Linked DNA regions of Mus musculus: region 2 is linked to region 1. Evidence: chromatin contacts called from public promoter capture Hi-C data. All regions are on one chromosome and are shown on one strand. The core of a region is the stretch at or near the end of the contact, and the rest is flanking DNA. Distances in the headings are between cores, read along the strand shown. Region 1 holds the start of Klrc1 (killer cell lectin-like receptor subfamily C, member 1). Region 2 holds the start of Klri2 (killer cell lectin-like receptor family I member 2).

Region 1 (7,164 bases), core at 2,225-4,724:
AGAAGAGCAGTAGTGTTTGTTTGTTTGTTTGTTTGTTTGTTTATGTGTCTGGGTGGTTTGGCTGCATGTTCTGTATACTATATGTGTAAATGCCTTTGGAGGCTGGAAGAATCAGATTCCACCCCAGACCCCAGCTTCCAACTGGAGTTACTGATGGTTCTGACTTGTCATGTAAGTGTTGAACACATGTCCTCTGAAAAAGCAGCCAGGGCTGTTAACTGCTGATTCTTACCCCTTCAAAATGTGAGAATGTTCCTTGAATTGGGTAGGGGCTTCATAGAGCCTGGCTTGGTTTTTTTTTTTTTTTTTTTTTTTTTTTTTGGTTTTGTTTGTTTTGCTTTTTTTGTTGTTGTTGTTGTTGTTGTCTCTGTTTTTGTTTGCTTGCTTGCTTGCTTACTTGCTTGTTTTGACAGAACTGTGCTGCTTCTTGCCAGTGTACCTATTGCACATCCAGCCACAAACCCTCTAACTTTTCTGTATTCCCAACCTCTTCATTTTAACCAATAAAACTGTGTTACCTACTCCTTCTTTATGATGTTATTTTTAAAGGCACTTTTTTCAGTTTCTGACTTCTAAATTAAAATGCTACTGAGTTTTTATTCAATCCCTAAATTTTAAAAACTGAATTTGCTTATTTCCTTCTAAGTGTTTTGTTACTGTGTTTAGGCTTCCATGCCAAGATTATGTAATGTCAAAAATAGGTGATTTAATTTAAATCCTCCTGATAGTGACAGTTTTGTCAGAGAATCCTATAAATTACTATTTTAATTATGAAATAAAACATAAGGGTGTTGGGAACATATCTTAATTGTTAAGAGCACACTCTGATCATCCAGAGGTTTCATGTTCAATCCCCAGGACCCACATGGTGGTATACATTCTTCTATAGCTCCAGTTTAAGGAGATCCAATGCCATTTTCTGCCCTCCAAGAACACTAAGCATAGACATGGTACAGAGACATACATGAAGAAACTTCTATACACAATGAAACACCTTCACACATAAAATTAAATAAATGATTAATTATAAGATCTCAAACATAAACATAGGAGTTTGAAAACATGAGTGTGCAGTGGTGTCTTCTGTGCCAGCCATAAGAGTTTGAAAATATGCTCACTTCTCAGGAATATCAGTAACAAATAGCACTATACATGTATGTATTTATAATATTCCTATGATTTTAAAATTTTTCCATCATGGTATAGTTAAAATTTAAGATATAGTATCTATCTATCTCTCTAAATAAATATGTCTCTGTGTGTATTATAATGTTGGATATAGATATAGATTGTGTGTGTGTGTGTGTGTGTTATAATGTTATATTCACTTGACACAAGAAGTCTAAGGCTGAAGCTCTTGTAAAATTAGGAAAGAAGAGAGAGAGGATGGGGATGAAGGGAACAGAAAACAAACCAGTATACTAGTGTAAAATCAAGGCTTACAAATCTTAAGTTTCTCTTCTATCAGGATAATTATTATGATTGCGGTAGAAGACAATTAATTTCATGTATGGCCACTTTTCTAGCCCCAATGGCTTTATCTTATACATATACAATTTTAGGGAAACAGTTGGAAAAGACCACACTGTGCAAAACACTGAGAGACACTTTGTACCTTCCACAAGAACCCAAAGCATTCTCTGCTGTAAAGGTGTGTGATGAAAAAACTGATTTCAAAATCAGCTTCTCTGAGTATGAGAATTTCCTGTTCAACCTTCAATGACACATTAGTGAGAAATCTCCTTCTCCACACTTGACTCACTCTGAGGCTCATGGGGCAACCTTCAAAGTTCACAGTCACTGCTGCCCTAGATTTCTGCCACAGACAAACCCTTTGGTGCTTGGCTCTCACAGACTGCCTGTGACAACCACACCTCACTGCAGGAAGCCTGGCTTTCTGCCAATACAGGGAGCTTATCACTGCTTCCTTCTCTCCACCTGCCCAGTCAGTTAAGGGAACACTGCAAATGCTACATGTGGAGCAACTGAGGCACCGTTCAGATGCAGAGGAACAAACTGGAACATAGATGCCTTTAAACAGCTCAGATAAAGCCAAGTGCATGGAACACACAGGGGACCGTCTCAAAGTGCTTGTCATCGTCTATGGAGAGTTAGCCATCATCTGGAACACACTGGGGACCATCTCATAGTTCTGTCCTTGTTGTCTATGGAGAGTTAGTCACCCTCTTGCATTTCTGTTCCTTTATGAATATAATTAAACCTACTACTACGGAGGACCTGATGATGAAGTGTGAATTCTACGTGTTGAAATCTATGTGCTGTGGCTCTTTGGATGAAACCATATCAATTTATCCCAGAGGGTGCAGATTCTTAAAAGGATTCTCTCACTGAGTGGTGAAGAACAATAGTGAAAGTGGAAACTAAAATATTGATTTAAATAGGTAGTATTTATTGAGAGCTCTGCATGCCAGAGGGGAGTACTAATTGCCTTACATGATTTTTTTTTCATTTTAGATTAATGCACAGGGCTATTACTAACTTCTCAAGAGTCACACAAGTTTTAAAACCAGAATTAATTCTAGATCTCACTTATTCCAGGGCTAACTGATTGAATTGTTAAATTATATTGGGTTATTACAATTGTATTTTATGTGACTAAAATGACACTCAATTTGGCAGCCTTGGACTCTTTGGGAAATTTTGAATCATCATTCTACTATGAATCATTTTTTCATGTTATAGTTTCACTTGTTGGCTAATTTTTTTAAATAAAATGGAATTAAAATGGTCTTTGAAATATTTTGAATATCATTTGTTTTAAGCATGATTTTTTTGACATAGCATTTTCAAGAATGTACAATATCCTTTAAGTTTTAGTCATTTCTCTGAACTCAATTATTCCAAATAAAATAAATTTTACATCAAACATATTTTAATAAATACATTAGCTATTAAAATCATATGCATGTTTTATACACATATATATGTATCAACCTTCCTAGGTTACCTATCTAGAGAAGTCAGATTTTCTCATTATTGGATTTTAATTTATTACTAAAGTTTAGCTGATTGCTGTGTGTGCATGCACAGATAAAAATATAGCAATGATAATTAAAGAGGAGATCATGAATTTCAGAGAGGGAGGAAGGAATGAAACAGGTTGGAAGGGAAGAGAGGGGGATAGAAATTATGTGAAATTCTGAAAATAATTTTAAAAAGTAATTTGAAATGAATTCAACATTCATTTCTATTAGTGTTGGGATCTTTGGTGTAAGCATTACCTATTTCATGGTGTTAGTCCTATGAAAACTAAATTTAATTTATAAAACAATTCTTTGGTTTGTCAGCATCTTTGTTCCCCATTAAGTTGTTGCCTTATCAAAAATATTTTGCCAAAAGTTGTTGTTGCTGTTGTTGTTGTTGTTACCACAGCACTCGTATTCATTGTCCAAGGGAAGAAAAATAGATTAGGTTTAAATTTCCAACTGCAAAATGAGTGCCATTGTTCCAAACTCCTCCTCCTTTGGCCTCATCAGATTGTGTACCTTTGCCTCAGCACATCACTAGCTGCAGACATGAGTAATGAACGCGTCACCTATGCAGAACTGAAGGTGGCAAAGAACTCAAGGAACCAGCACAGGAAACCAAGGGGTCCTCGCAGCTCCATTTCAGTCATCGAGCAGGAAATCATCTATTCGGACTTCAGCTTTCAAAATCCTTCTCAGGAGCATCCCTGGATCTGCAGGAATTGCCCCTGCAAAGGTGAGCCACTGGGTGGACCCTGCACTGCGATGCCAGGGCCATGAAGAGGTGTGGGCAGAGGTAGAAATGGTCTTTTTTGGGAGGGCCGTAGTTCTCACTTGACCTATGCTTTTGTAAATTGGGAGCGTAGATTTCACTCTGTTGTAAGACTTTCTGGATCGCTCTGTTCACCAAAAGTAAAACAGTACTGCCTACAAACAGATCACTGCATGGAGAAGAGCCGGGGATCAGAGGTTATCTGTTTGTCTCAATGTGTATGTAGGTTTTTTGTGTTCATAAACCTTGTGAACAGCCACCTTCATAAACCCTTGCATTTCTCTCTGAAGGTTTTCCATCTCCTCCAGAGAAACTCATTGCTGGTACCCTGGGCCTCATCTGTTTTGTCTTAATTGTCGCTGTGGTTGTAATTACTACAGTTGCCACACCATGTAAGCATGCTTTTTTTAAGACTATAAAGGAACTTTCCACTTTAATGACTGGAAGTGCCTTTCAAAACTTCCTATCAAGGACAGTTTAGTTTAAAGTATGTATTTGTATTAAATGTGGAATGGTTGTTATGATATTCAGAATATTATGACTATCAGAGGAATTGTATAAATGTTTGCTTTTGATTTTTCAATGATTCCCTAACTTAAACACATAGTTCAGAGCCTTGGAGATTCTTTACTGAGATGTGAAAACTGTTTGGAAAGTGGTTTTGTCATAGGTTACACAGTAAAAGATGTTGAAATTTGGGCTTTCATTGAAGTAATTTTCTCCAAAGTTTTTCACATGGGTGGGGGGGGGGCAATTAAAATTGTACTTCACAGTGTCCTAATTCAAAATGGTACAACAGACTCAGATTAAGAAACTAAAATTGTTACAATTATTTTGGGTGTTAATTTAATAAGAATATTTTAACTCTTCAGATACCGAAGCAAAGGCACAGATCAATTCCTCAATGACTAGAACCCACAGAGGTACATTTTGCTTGTCAAAGTTCTGATATTTGTTCTGATATTTGTACATTGTATATTTTTCGTCTTATTATGCAAAGATATTAGGTTTTTAGGAAGAAAACAACCTGGAAATATGAATGCTGCATGTTCATAAATAAACATTAAGAACAAACTCTAATAAGACAAAAATGAATTTCACTGTTCTAGAATAAAACTTTTTATCCATGACTTTGAAAAAATCTGTAGGATAAATACTTATTTCTTGCTTCAGATAGACACATAAACACAGGGCCAGAGGGCAACTCTTTTCTTTGCTTGTGTACTTGAGTATTTTGAGTATTGAGTACTTGTATATTTTGTTTTATAATGACTAGCCTCTTGGCTGCATTGATATATATTCTACATGAATGTTGAAACCTATAAATACATATTAATTTCATTATTACGTTCATGTTGCCTCTAGATATAAACTACACTCTATCTTCAGCACAGCCTTGTCCTCATTGTCCAAAGGAGTGGATATCATATTCTCACAATTGTTATTTCATTGGTATGGAGAGAAAATCTTGGAATGACAGTTTGGTGTCCTGCATTTCCAAAAACTGTAGTCTGCTTTACATAGATAGTGAAGAGGAGCAGGTAAGAGCTGACATGTGTCAATCATTGCTTACCCTTTCTTCCTGTCAACATTTGTACAACCAGCTCATATTCTTATGCATGTTTCATTTACAACATTATATAATATTTCATTGTTTTATTTTACAATGATTTACTTGAATTTTGTGCTGGTAATAAATATTTATTTGCAAGTGGTTTATTTTATTTTATTTTATGAAAGCCATTCTTGTACATGTATTCTGAAATTAATTTTACAATTTGAATTTACCATGTAAAAATCAATACATGTACCATAGTTAATATTGAGCTGAAAGTGACTAGGTAGAGTCAGATTACTCTGCGGACATTTCGATTTCTTCCATGTCTCTTCACTCTGCATTCTATCATCATGTCTTCCTGCCCAAAACCATTTTTCCGACTTTTGCTATAATTAGCTGCATATACTTTTGAGTTTTATGAGACAGGGTTCAGAAAGATATATGTACTATTACATAGACATCAAATACCTCAGCAGTTTTCAACCTGTAGATTACAACCCTTAGTGGAGTAGAATGACCCCTTTGCAGAGGCCACCTAAAAACATAAAAAAATACCAGATGTGTACATTATGATTTTTTCTAATAGAAAATTGCAGTTATAAAGCATAAAAATTAATTTTATGATTGGGGATAACTTCAACATGAGGAACTGTATTAAAGCATTAGGAAGGTTGAGAACACTGCTATAACTCTTTCATGGTTTTAAAGCAAATCAATGATCCACTTTACTGCATTGACCTGCAGTTTGTTAATTTTCACTGCTGTGTGATATAAGCAAAACATTCTAAAACCCACTCCACCCAATGAATCTGGATGGGAACAGTGTGTCCACACCTTCAAGGACAGATGCATCTTACATGGTTTTTGTACTCATGGAATCCCCTGCTCCAGCTCCCATCCTGATGTCTTTCAGCAGGTGGAAGAAGCACTTCATGTGACCAATTACCCCATTGAGTGTTTTCAGCCTTCCCCAATGCTCCTGGCAGATCTCTCTTACACTAGAACAAGAAAGGTCTCACAGCACCCAGTTGCTGTTCTTGGATCCTAGAAGGGAGCATGGAAGGTTGTTTCCTTCCATCGGATGAGGGACACAGGATGTCTTGCAGTTCTGCAATGCCTCATCTTCAGGAGAAAAGCCCTTTCAGCTTTTTGTTTCAGGCCTTCAGAACTACTTAGTTTTGTCTTTTATTAATACTTTCCGAGTTTTCCCTTGTAAGTATTACAGCTGCCAAGAGAAACATTAATGCTATCTCATCCTTGTTGGTAATCCACCACTACAGTGATAGACAACAGCAGGGATCAACTAGATAAGAAAACAATCTTTATCTGTCATATCAATCACTTCTTCAGTAGCAAACCATGAACTTCCTTCTAAAACTGAACTTTGAGCACAATATCCAGAAAATTCCATTTATTCTGTCTGGAAATTTGTTTGAAATCCTGTTATGTTTGTGTGTTGCTAGCATGATTATCTATTAAGTTACATAAATCAATCACCAAATTCCTAAATAATATAAGAAAAATAAAACATATAACTATAAACACTTAAAAGTTAATTCTAGATCAAAATTACACGCATATGTGAATGTTTTGGCAATGTAAGAAGTGTTCTCTCTTTAATAAGTTGATTTGTATTCAATAATAACCATATTATGACAGAATACACTAACACATTTTAAAAATAGTGAAAGTCTTCATACTGATTAAAATTCCCTTGGTTCTCTGGTAGGATTTTCTGCAATCTCTTTCACTGATCTCATGGACTGGAATCCTTCGGAAGGGCAGAGGTCAGCCCTGGGTCTGGAAAGAAGACTCAATTTTCAAACCAAAGTAAGTTTTTAAGAATG
Region 2 (7,250 bases), core at 1,244-3,743, 62 kb before region 1:
ATCCTTTCTCTATAGGGGGAGAGTCATCCTAGATGCACAGGTCAAATGGAGTCACAGAATTATCCAGCTGTATAGAAAGGAGATAGTGGGTGAAGACTGACAAGTGTCCCCAGTATTGGGAATACCCCAAATGAGGCAGGACTAGAGATCAGAATCATGTTTAGGTCTATATAACCTACAATGCCGCTTCAATATTTTTGGCTGTGAGTTTAACCTTTAAAGGCTGAATCATCTTCCCTGACCATGCCTGAATATTTTTAAAGTGGAAAATAGCATAATTTCTTAGTCTGACACATCTTGGTCATAACTAAGATCTCATATCCAGTGTGACTCTTCCAGTGGGTGCTTGCAGTTGCTTTTATTCAGTTGTTTCATCTATGTTTCAGATAGCTGTCATTTTTGGATGTTACATCACACCCCATTCATGTCATCTGAAGGGATATCTTAAGGGGAAATAGTTTTTATGAAGTCATGGAATGTGATCATTCTATAAGCAATAGAGTGATGAGTCCCATCGTCTTGCAGTTGGTTTACCTCTTTTGCCCTCGACATTTCTGTTTTTGGTGGCAGGGGAAGAAGAGTTATTGAGCTTATGCTTCTACATCACAGAAATCATGACAGGAACTCAAACTGGTCAGTGATCTGGAGCCAGGGGATGACTCAAAGGCCATGGAGGGGTGCTGCTTACTGACTTGTTCCTCATGTCTTGCTCATCCTGCTTTCTTAGAGAATTCAGGACCACCAGCCCAGGGGTAATAATGGGCTGTGCCCTCCCCCATAAATCAGTAATTAAGAAAATGACCAAGGCAGCCAACACAATCAGGGAAAAACCCACTCCCATAGTTGGAAGACCTGCTTGAAGACCATGCTGGCTGCATATCTGCTCTGTATGTAATATGTGCTGGGGTTAGGTCAAGCTCTTGCATGCTCTTTGATTACTGGTTTAGTTTCTGGGAGCCTGCAAGACTGCAGACTAGTTGTTCCTCTATCCCATCTGGGTTCCTCAATCATTCTGCCAAATCTTCCACAAAAGATCCAAACTCCATCTAATGTTTGTCTATAGGGAAGAAGCAGGTCAAGACATAATGTGAACATAGCTAAACCAATCTCCAACAGTATAACTCAATTTTCAATGTCTTGAGCTCATTCTCAATCTGATGAATTCCTCTAAGAGATTTGACTCACTTTACTAGTCTGCTGTCTGCAGCACACACAGCTTGGCCTCTAAGCTCAGGCAGAATCTACTCCAAAAATGCTGCTGTTCTTATTGGTCATCCCATTGTACTAATATCTCTAAATGAATGAGGTCTTCTGTTGTCACTGAGGATATAACCTCAGACAACAGTCTTCTCGGGCTTCTCACAGTGCCAAGCCTCAGATGCTCTATATGACTTCTTCACTCTTTCAAAATTAGTGCCATCTAGGTGGCTCTTACACTACCAAGTTCAGCTGATACCCAGAAGTACACATCATCGATGTGCTCTCAGAAAACACTTCCAAGATTTTACCTCAGTACTGATGGTCTCTTCCTAAACACAATGAATTTCTAAGCTCCAGTCTTTACTTTACACTTTCAACAACTGTCAGTCTTCCCAATTATCAGACAATATATAAGTAGACTGCTATTTTATGAGTGTTTACAGTGGTTCAATCAGTAGGGTGCACATATTATTTAGCTTTCTGAACTTTCTGACAAATCTTTCCTAGAAAGATGGACACAATACAGTTAGTATCTTATCTAGTTGCATATGCCAAAGATACCCATTTTGTTTTCCTGCATGCTCTCCAACATGTGCAATTACAGATGATTTTCCAGATAAGAATGTCATATCATGGACCTTTTCATTTGCATTTCTTCTTCTTTTCGATTAATGATAGAAAGCTTTTGTAATTTTTGTATGTAATTTTATTATTAACGAAATGTATTTAAAAGCTTTTCCTCTTCTACATATACCTAAAGCTTAAACAATTTATCTATTCTTTTCAGTCTTTTATCATGTCTTTTTTTATATACACATTTTTGTTTATTTAAAGGTTGTGGGTGAAAACTATATGAAATTAGTAATGCAACTCTGTGTGAGATAGAATTTTAACAGCTTCTTTTTATTTTTATCACTATGAATTATTTTGTCATCTATTTTTAAAGTAGTGGATATTTTAATTCCTCCCCCTATAAAATTATATAACTATAATTTATAAATATTTGATCAGCAATATTTTTATAATCACACCACTCCTTGAAGTAAACTAATGTGTGTGTGTGTGTGTGAGAGAGAGAGAGAGAGAGAGAGAGAGAGATTCACAGAATAACATATTATACCTGTAGCAAGCTTTTCATTGTCAGTGTGTATTTACTTTTATCATCACAGATGCACTTGTCATTGTTCCCTCTGCATAGACTGTATCAGAACTAGGGCATCTCTCACTGGTGCAGTAGGAAGTGAGAACTGTACTCTTTATGTTTTTTTTTTTTTTTGCATGGAAGATGTTGCAGAGCAGTAGAGGCAAGTTACCAAGACTGAGAGGAAGCTAGTCCAGTCTTTTCAGGACTAAAAAAAATGCACAAGAAAAAGCATATTAAACATGGAACAAACAAGCAGGAGATTATTAACATAGGAACAAAATCTCCCACATTTCAAGAAAAGCAGAGACCCTCGAAGACAGACCAGAGATCTACTGTGTGGAGAGAAGAACAGAAAAAACAGGAACTGAAAGTTCACAGAATATTCCACCCCCAGCCCAGGACAGGATTCGATGTGGGCAAAGGAATAGGTATGATAATATATTTTGTATGTATTTTGTCAAGGCTAGATCTCAATTCTTGCATGTGGGTTGTTATCTCCTCAAAACCATTAGATTGTGACACTATCCTAAATGTCTGCATTTTTAGCATCTTAACTATTTCAAAATACTACCATGAAACAGATTAGTGCTTAAAGAGTCTCTGTTTATTACCCCTAAAATATCAATGACTCAGGTCTCAAGAGATTGTATTACTTGATGGAATGGTACACATAACTGTATAGAAGTTGTATTCTTTCTATTTATCCCCATGTTATTTTAAAAGTAATTATTGATTTTAAAAAAATACTATTTAGCCTAATTCAGCCCCACACAAACACATGGCATATTATAGAAAAATTGTAAAAACATTTTGGAAGTAAAACTTATAAGATTTCATACTTAGTGAGTTAATGGTATTCAAATTTAGGGGTTGAATGATGTTAGAATATAGGGTAACAAGATTCTTAGTTTAAATGATTGTTTATTTTAGTAAATTTACCATGAGACAACGGTTTCTTCCTATTGGCTTATGCAGTGAAAGTCAGAAGATGAACAGATGCATCTCAGTAACTAAGAGGGAAAAAACCATAAAGACATTGTATTTAAGCTGCTGATCTCCAACATGGAGATAGGGATGGGCAGGAAGGACTGATGTTAGAAGGCAGCACTGCAGATAGAAACTACTGAGAGAAAATGTTTATCAGAGAGAAGCAACTTGCAAGATTTCATCACCAAAGAAAGGATCACAACAAGGAGACATGAATTTACAATGGGGAAGAATTAGAAATAAAGCATATTAAAGTAGGAAGAGTGATAACCAACCCTGAACTTCAATGTGTAGAAAGAAAAACAACAAGGAGTTGACATGAAGGACTTTGGAGCATAAAGTAGGCTGGTAAGGCCACCAAGAAACTTCAGGATTGACCTCTGAAAAATTAGACAGTATTATGAAGACTCGGGAGAATGAGAAGAAATTGTCTTCAAGCCTTAAAAGTGAGAAACTCTCTCCTGTCTTCTTTCTGTTGTGTCTAGATCCCTGGCTGACAACATGGCAAATGATAACTGTCATCTTAGCAACGTTATGCATTATTTTGGTCACAAAAGTGGGCTTCTTGATTCCAAGCTGTAAGTAACTATAAAAAGAATTTGTTCTTCTTATAATCAGCCTACTATTGCTATAGCAACTCACTATGAAGACTAAATATTATATTGCACTAGCAAATGTATGCTAAATACTATTTATTACTGATGCAATTTTGTTGCAGTATTTTCTAAAGGAGAAAAACAAAGCAGAAAGTTCTCCCTTCTTGATCCTCTATGTGACAGGAATGATGGTAAGTATGTGTTTTTTACAATTAATTTCCAGCACTTTTTTTGGGGAGGAGGGTAGACTCTTCCTTAGATCCACAGACTTCAATGAGAACGATGAACAAATGTAGTGTTCTATATTCATTTTTCCCCCTCAGGGAAAGAAAAAAATAACAGTAGAATGTGAAAAAAATCTAAATTATTATAAATAAAAGTGAATACTGTTTTATTTCATTGTTAGGTATAAGTATAGTGAATACAAATATGAACTATTGACATTGTCCCCTTATCTAGATAGCTTGAAAACAATATCAAATGTATTGTAATTAACTAGCAACAAATATAAATCATAGTCCCAAGTGTTAGGACTTCATACTATGAGTACGGAAAAAATATGAAAAGACGGGCATGTCAGAATATGGCCAGGATGCTACGCAAGAAGAGTTTGCCCACAGCCAAGCAACTCTTCTCTTAGACATTAAATAAGGAAAATAAAAAACAAATGTCCTTGGAGACAAGTGGGTCAGTAAAGGGCTTGCATTTCAAGCATGAATATCTTAGCTTCCCAGAACCCATGTCAAGAAGCCATGCAAGATCGCTTTTGTAATCCTAACCCTATTATGGTTAAAACAAAACTCTGGAGTTCACTTCTTGGTGAGTTATAAGTCAGTGAAAGATCTTGTCTCAAAAGTAAATCAAGAAATCCACAAGCTGCAAAGAAAATTTATAAACAAACAAAAACACACACAACACAAGGTAGGGGCAGCTACAGGATGATACTTGAAGCTGTCTTCTGATCTCCACAAGTAAACACATAAACATGTGTACATGCACATGTGCATGCACACACAAATATATACAAAGAGCTGTAGAAAAGTTTTCAAACATTCCTACTTCCTGTAGTTTTACTAGCTGTTTATCTGATTAGTTGGATTATCGCTTATTGTCCCAACCTCTAGCTTTATTAGTTGTTTTGCGGATTATATGAAACATGATGGAGTCTTTTGCAATTGATTTAACCCACTTGCACAGCTCATGAAATGTATTCTTTCCTGCTTCTGTCGGTTAACTCTGTTTTACTTACAAATCCATGCTTACAATTTCTGTGTATTTTTACAATGCCAAATTGATCATCACAAATTGCTTTAGCTTGTATTTGCCCTGAAGTACATAAAATTTCCCAATTGCTGTTGACAGATACCTTTGGTGACTACCACAATCTTGGTTGGCTAACAGTTATTTATTACTGGGTTTTTAGCTATCTTATCTCACACTTTCTTTACTTTGAGGATTTTTGTTAAAATCAGGCACATTTTAACATTTGCTGTTGTGTTTTCCTCACTGATTTTAACATACTTTCATTATATTTATTCTTTATATCATTATTATATTATTCCACACAGGGATTCTCTACTCCAGTCTATTTGGGGTTCAGAATGCTTCTTGTCCTTAGACATTCATTTCGTAGTCTTTCTTTGTGTACATTTCTGGTACAATTTAATTGAACATATTTTATGCTCTATTTTTCTACACCTTATTTTATTTTTCTCTGATCCTTCTACCCACAGATACTTAGCTTTTGACTCTTTTTCAGGCATGAAAGCTGTACTTACATTTCCATTGATTGCCCACATGAATTATAGCAGTGAATGTGGTACTTCTTGACCAGGCCCTTCACCTTTGTTCAGTTCATTTTCTTTTCTATTTGTCCTTATTTAATGATGATATTTTTCTTGTGGCTTTTTGTTTTGTTCTGGTTTGGTTTTTGTTTTTGTTTTTGTTTTGTTTTGTTTTTGGTTCACTGAGTTTTTCCAACATTTTTTATTTATTTACTTATTTGTGTTTATTTTCAGAAATTTAAATTTTCTTGTGGCTTTCTCTTCCATAATACTTTTTCCTTTATATTATTGATTACTTTCTCAAGGTCATGATTTGATTGTATTATCTCATTCATTACTAATCTCTAATTACTAATTACTAATCACTGATCATTTTACAAGTAGAATGGTGAATAGTTTTTCCTGGTATTTTATTCATTTGGGGACATTATTACTAATAGTTCATCAAAGATGTAAAGAAATATCTATACACTTCACATAGGACACTGACAAACCAAAGAAATAATTTTATTGAAATCCATTTTTGTATATCATTGTGCTTATTGGGGTTACTTTAGGAACATGGGTGAGTAAGGACAACTGTATCACTGGAAAGTCCCACCCTAGCATTGGTAGCATCACACTAGCACACTGGAATTTCACCCTCAGCCAACACTCCCCTTCCTATGTAGTCTGTCATTCACAGAGACCATGCTCAGCAGAAGGCAGTGAAGGGTAGAGTGCCCACTACCTCATGAGGGAGTATTACCAAGTCCAGTATCATAAGCATGGCTTTCTGCATTACTCTTGATTTTTTTTTTGCTGCCATACAGCAAACATACAGCCATACAGCATTACATGGTGGTCACTGTTCCATGATTGCCAAGAAGAAATAACTATACCTTGACACCATGCCCCTCTCTTTGAGCTCAGCAATGACAGAGTCATGCTTTTTGGAGATGATATTTTCCATTGCTTTTTCATGTTTCTTGTACTTCCATGTTGTGATTGTGCATCATTAGTTAGGATGTCATCCCATCTCATTTCGGGTTCTTCTTAGTGAGAAGCCTATTATTGAAGACATAAAACTCAGAACGACTAATAGAGGAGAAGGGGAAAAACTATTGTTACATCAAAAATATATTCAAGCTCACTACTAAGTCCTCAATGACCAGAGATAGGAAAATGGCTAAGCTAATGCAGAGTGTACAATAAAATTAAAACTTATCTGGAACAAACGCAGGAATAGCAAACTTATAAGACATTTAAAAATGCATAAAAGGGGGGAAATTGTTGAAGAAGCAAGGTTAAATACAAGAACAACAAAAAAGGAAATTATCATAATGGGTGCAAGAAAACAGCAATAAATTTTAAAATATTTCCCAATAAGAAAAAAATTGTGTCCAGCAGTGGTGGCACATGCCTATAATTCCAGCACTTGGGAGGCAGAGGCAGGCAGATTTCTGAGTTTGAGGACAGCCTCATCTACAGAGTGAGTTCCAGGACAGCCAGGGCTACACAGAGAAACCCTGTCTCAAAAAAAAAAAAAAAGTAAGAAAG

What was found. Promoter capture Hi-C pulls out the DNA fragments that hold promoters and counts their contacts.
Region 2: a contact with region 1 is called in a promoter capture Hi-C map of macrophages, with 8 read pairs. The contact joins the promoter of Klri2 here to the promoter of Klrc1 in region 1. A contact is called at or near these places in 2 of 39 promoter capture datasets (liver and macrophages), 34 of 484 Hi-C or Micro-C datasets (the AML12 cell line, the Ba/F3 cell line, the C2C12 cell line and 24 more), 4 of 115 datasets of contacts at active chromatin or transcription factors (CD8 T cells, Th17 cells, effector CD8 T cells and 1 more) and 3 of 9 other capture datasets (adipose tissue, liver and macrophages).

The regions. Positions count from the first base shown.
Region 1 is chr6:129,675,283-129,682,446 of GRCm38.p6, reverse strand. It overlaps Klrc1 (killer cell lectin-like receptor subfamily C, member 1), which reads left to right and starts at 3,474. Exons shown (of 7, transcript NM_001136068.2): 1 at 3,474-3,723; 2 at 4,050-4,151; 3 at 4,632-4,682; 4 at 5,125-5,300; 5 at 7,047-7,147. The coding sequence starts at 3,537.
Region 2 is chr6:129,735,727-129,742,976 of GRCm38.p6, reverse strand. It overlaps Klri2 (killer cell lectin-like receptor family I member 2), which reads left to right and starts at 2,493. Exons shown (of 6, transcript NM_177155.4): 1 at 2,493-2,772; 2 at 3,817-3,909; 3 at 4,050-4,118. The coding sequence starts at 2,559.